2 separate regions of the Mus musculus genome follow, and region 1 is linked to region 2. The links are chromatin contacts, called in public HiCAR-type maps. All regions are on one chromosome and are shown on one strand. The core of a region is the stretch at or near the end of the contact, and the rest is flanking DNA. Distances in the headings are between cores, read along the strand shown.

Region 1 (2,700 bases), core at 112-2,611, 2.2 Mb after region 2:
AATGGACGGCAACAGAATAAAAAATCGTTAAAGTGATATTTGAAGAGTCACCAACAGTGGCTAACCAGCTGCTGGTTTACCAAGAATGAAATAGCCTATTGAGGGAACTTTAAAAGCCCTCAATTAATATGTTGAGCATGTATAAGATCCACAAAGAACTCACTGTATTTCCCACTTCCCCCCAGACATCCCCAGTACTCACAACTCCCCGAACCACCACCTTTCTTTTCTGTCAGGTGTGGGGTGGGGGAAAGATCAGAGCTACACAATAACTGGTTAACCTCTTCAAAACTGCGACAGCACCGGTCTTCACAATTAAAGGACAAAAACAAACACAAATAAAAAGGGTGACTTCATTAATGAGGGGATAAATTACCAATGACTTCTTCACTCTCTTTAGCTTATTACCCCCCAAACAAAACAAATATAATCCACATGTTAAAATCTCTTGTCTTCTTTCTTTGTTTTTGGTATGACGTTCTTTATTATGATTTTTTTTAAGTGTTGGTATTTGTAGAAGCTCCTGCCACTGTGTTCCCCAAAGAGCTACTAGTCTCAGCCCACTGGAGTTTATATTCCTTTAATTGTCTAGTGCAGGGACATTGCTGCCGATCTTAAAAATATACCGCTCTGCAGGAATTAGAGGAATCCAAGGTTGTATCCAACTTCAAAGGTTTCCAAGTCATAATGATTTTAGAAAGGCAGAAGACACATCATGGAAGGAACAAGCCCCCGTTTGAAGATAAGCATCATAGGGAATCTCTTTTTCCTTCCCTGTCTTCCCAACTTTGTGCTCCTCTCGGCTCTGGGTGCCCCCTCGCTAACGTAGTTTAATGATATGCAAATGAAATATGCATAAAACCATCCTACTGTATGATGATTAAACACTGGAGACATTAACAGCGGAGGCTTTACTCTGTATAATAATCCTTCCCGACCATCCACTTCGATTGCGGAGTTATGGAAACCCATAGCAGTTGGCAGAGAGAGGGGAAAGAGAGAAGGAAGAAGAGATGCAGGGGCACATCTCCCACTCGGTGCTTCTCCCACTCCCAAGGAGCTCCCCCAACCTTTGTACTGCACTAGTGCTGTCTTTTGTAATCCATCCATGCAGTCGCACCAGAGCGATTAACGGGGGGAAAAAACCTCTTTTCTCTTAATGTTTCAAAGCTCATTAGCCAAACGATTATTCCTCATTAACAGCGAAAGCTTATTCATTAAAAGGAAGGATATGCCCAAAAGATGCCAGCGCAGTTAATCCTGAGTCCCGTAACTGGACTGTAAATCCCAAACTACTTGTATATTCCATGCGAAAGGGGCACGCGCCAATCCACAATTAAAAGAAAAAAAAAAAAAGAAAAAGAACAAAAATGAAAACAGTTTGTGTGTTTTGTAAAATCCACAAGAGCAGCAATTAATATTCCCATTGAATTGACTTTAATTTTTGTGTGTGTGTCTCCCTTTTGTTTCCAGCGCCTGCCCCTGGCTCAGCGCCCGGTGCCAACAGAACACCTTCAGGATTCACAGCAACGCAGAAACCGTGAGTACCAGCCGCTTCCCTCAGACCCTTTTGCAGGATGTCTTTTTTTTTTTTTTTTTTCCTTAAGCACCTAAAACATAGAGACAAGGCTCTTTTCCCTTCTGCTCCTCAGCATCATGCCACCAGGGTTTGCCTGGTAGCCCCTTCCAAATCTCTCTGCCTTCAAGTTTGTACTTGTGTGTGTGGCATCCCTCCTCCTCCTCCTCCTCCTCCTCCTCCTCCTCCTCCTCCACTCCCATAGTGGATCTTGTAAAGGGGCTTCAGACGACCCCATTCATCTCCCCGGTGATAGCAGCGAATGTAGATAAATCTCTGGCTGCCTGCTTGCTGCTCCAGTATGATTTTTATTTTGTCTTCTGTGTGTACCTGGGTTAGAGAGTGGGATGCATACACACACACATACAAGTACATACTCAGATCTCCCAGTCTTTCCTCTGCCATCCTCTCCCACTTCTCAGACATGCATACACCACCCCACACACGTGTAAGTGCAAACCATATACACCTATATACGTACCCATACCTATAGCATGAAAATATATACATAGCTAAGCATTCAGTTTGTCAGAGAGTCTGTGTATTTGTATACACGCAGAGCCTTACACACATCTCTATATGCACTCGATGGTTGCCTGTTTTCACGTCTACCCATCTAGATAGCTCCTTTTAAACATTCCCTCTTTTCTCTCAGCAGAGGCTGTGTGCCATTTCCATCCAGGATTGGGAAAGCAGTATTCCTTCCTTAGAATTTCTATCTGTAGACCTTTATGTTTCCTTCTCTGCCTTCTTCGGAGCTATAAAATTGGCATCTTTCCCTGAGGTTTTCCGAATGGCAAGTGGTACCGGCTGTGGCATGCATTCATGCCGATTCCTCAGGCATTTCTCTTCCGATGTCTGCCTTTCCTCTTTGTTGTTGACTTGGCTGAACGGTGTGTTGTTGTTGTTGTTTTTTTAAGTTAATTATAAACGAAGTTGAGTAGCAAATAAGCCAGTAGCTTGCCCTCTCAAAAAAAAATTAATGAAAAAACAAAAATAGCCCACACAAGTGCCTTCTGCTGCAACAGATGCCCACATCACCCTTGGCATGGGCAACGGACAAACAGTTTGGGTGGTTGATGATTTTCTCTGACTGTCGCTGTATCTGTTGTTTGTTTTCCTTG
Region 2 (2,700 bases), core at 154-2,653:
GTTCAACAGCTATGGCTATGTAGACTCTTTTAAGACTCTGTCATTAAAAAAAAAAAAAACTAATAATATAAAAGGGCCATACAGACCCAGTAAAGTTTGCATTTATTTGTTTATGTCCTTGATATATGGTTCAAATTCCAATCAACATATTTCTTTTTTGTTTTTCAAGACAGGGTTTCTCTGTGTAGCCTTGGCTGTCCTGAAACTGGATCTGTAGCCCAGGCTGGCCTCGAACTCAGAAATCCACCTGCCTCTGCCTCCCAAATGCTGGGATTAAAGGTGTGCACTACCACTGCCCGGCTGGCTTCAACGTATTTTAAGTGACTATCTTTCAATACTTTTTAATACAGCTCAATTATAACATATATGTTTGCCTCCAAAATCCAGAATAACACAACTTCCTCAGATACAAGGGGCCAACAATGAAGAGAGTTTGTTAAGTAGCTGCCAAGTTCAACTTGTGTGTGGATGGGAGAGTGTTCCCACTTTACTATTTGGAGGAAGAGGGAGAAAGATGTGTCCTTATTGACGTAACTTACTTGTAGCAATAAAAATGGGTGTGCAATTAACAGGTGGGAGAAAACAAAACAAAAGACAGCCAAGAAACTTTAACTGGAGAAAACCGGAATTAGAGAATTCAACCACTGTTGAATGAAAAAGCCCTCCGCGGTGGAACCAGTAGTGCACTTTAACCCGGAATCTTTCAGTTCCGGATGTTAAGTTTGAAAATAACAAAACCCTACGTAAGTAAGCCCAGAAAAGAACACACAAAAAATAGCCGTACCTAAATTTTCTCCTTCTTCAATGCGCGACAGACACTGCATAACCCGCAGCAACCGGGACACCGTATGCTCCTTCCCCAAGGGCCTGACAAGCAACGCTGGGAAAGAAGACATGGTTGGCTCCGCGAGCCCCGGACCCCAAGTCATGCCCCCCAAAACCATGTCCTCCTCCCCGCGGCCCGAGCCGGCTCTCACCCTGCATGATGTCCCGGATCTGCCTGAAGTCCCGGTACCGGCTACTCCGAAAGGCCCGCAGCGCCTCGTGGAAATAGAACTTGAGCACCCAGCGGTTGACCGCCTCCTCCAGGCGAGCTTCCCCCGCGCCCCGCTCGGCCGCGCCTCCCAACCCTGGCTCGTGTCGCCCCCGTCGAGCCCGCCCGCCGCTGCGCGATGCCCGTCGGCTCGCCGCCCGCCCGCTGCTATCGCTGCTCCCGCCTCCTCCCGCCATCGTGTTCGACCGCCGCTCGCCCTCCCCGCCCTCCCCGCCCTCCCGACTGGGCCGTTTCCTTGGCTGTGACGCCATCGGGTCACGCACAACGCCCGGGCCGGAAGCAGGGCCCGCTGTCCCGGCTCCCGCAGCCATGATACCGACGGGGTTCCGAGCCGCCCGCGGGCTTCTGGGAGGGAAAGGACCGAGGCGGCGGGGGGTCTACCCACCTCCTCGGCATCCGTAGTTCCTCTTGTGTCTGCTGCAATGCTTGCTGGGGATTGGAGTCCACACAGCCCAGCCAGGCGCGCTATTTTGAAGACTACGCTGCAGACTTGGGACAGTGTAAAGAATATGAAAAATAAGCGCGTGCATAATGTTAGACATTTCGCAAATTGTGAAAAGCAGTACAGTAGAAAGAAATTACTTTGTTTTGTTTTGACACAGAGTCTCACTGTGTATCCCTGGTTGGCTTGGAACTCAAGACATAGAACTCTGCCTCTGTGTTGCAGTGCTGAGATAGTGCCAACATGGCCAGCCTTTTTTTTTTTTTTTTTTTTTTTTACTTTTTTTCTTTTTAAAACATAGGTTTGTTCTGGGAATCAACGGAGGTCCTCGCCATTCTAGAGCAAGCACTTTATCAACCGTGCACTGTCCCCAGCCACCTAGTAAAAATGTATTCTAAGACAGGCCCTGCAAAGTTACCCAGGCTAGTTTTGAACTCATGTCAGAGCCCATCCACAACATGGCTTTGGAGCCACTCTCTAAAGCAATCCTAGCTATGGTAATCCAAGCTGCTTGGTGATTCCAGCCTGTTTGCCTTACTTAACAGGAGCTAAACTATCTGCCTTGATATCCTGACAGGTCTGCTTCTTATTGTGTAAACCTTGAACAAGTTACTTCTCCGTTTGTGTACCTGTGCCCCTTTCTGTCAAGTGGACATCGTGAGGATTGTATTAAAATGAACTGAGTTACTATTTCTGGTTCCTGTAGCTCAGGGTTCAACAAATTGTGTGTGTGTGTGTGTGTGTGTGTGTGTGTGTGTGTGTATACACAGAGATCCAAGGATAACTTTTAGAAGTTGGTTTTTGCCTTTCATTATGTGGATCCTAGGGACTGAAATCAGGTCATCTGGCTTAGTCTCTGGCAAGCATCTTTATCCACTGAACCATCTATCTTGTTGCTCCTGGATTCCAATTGCTTTTCATGAACTCATCCAGAGCATGCTTGGACAATCTATTTTTGTTTACAAAAAAAAAAAAAAATCTGATTTTTAAGTTTGGTGCAGTGGTCCATGTCTTTACACCCAGTGTAAAAGTTATAGCTCTGAGGGGAAAGTATCTTGGCAGTCAAGAACCAAGGAATATCACAAAGTCACACTATACGACAAACCTCACACACAAGAAATTTACTGGGAAGGAAGGAAGACTCAGGCTCAGGCGAGAGGCAGCTGGATACTGAGTAGAAGGCAGGGTTTATGTGGGGTTTCTT

What was found. HiCAR-type assays count read pairs that join an accessible place to other places.
Region 1: a contact with region 2 is called in a HiCAR-type map of astrocytes, with 8 times the contacts expected there. The contact joins the promoter of 4922502B01Rik here to the promoter of Terf2 in region 2. A contact is called at or near these places in 1 of 39 promoter capture datasets (cranial neural crest) and 1 of 115 datasets of contacts at active chromatin or transcription factors (astrocytes).

What each region holds. Positions count from the first base shown.
Region 1 is chr8:109,248,384-109,251,083 of GRCm38.p6, forward strand. It overlaps 4922502B01Rik (RIKEN cDNA 4922502B01 gene), which reads right to left and starts at 1,362. Exons shown (of 5, transcript NR_151498.1): 1 at 377-1,362. D030068K23Rik (RIKEN cDNA D030068K23 gene) reads left to right here. Exons shown (of 10, transcript NR_126329.1): 9 at 1,474-1,540.
Region 2 is chr8:107,095,145-107,097,844 of GRCm38.p6, forward strand. Terf2 (telomeric repeat binding factor 2) reads right to left here and starts at 1,404. Exons shown (of 10, transcript NM_001371065.1): 1 at 978-1,404; 2 at 785-880. The coding sequence starts at 1,365. Mir7075 (microRNA 7075) reads right to left here and starts at 962; the gene lies at 881-962.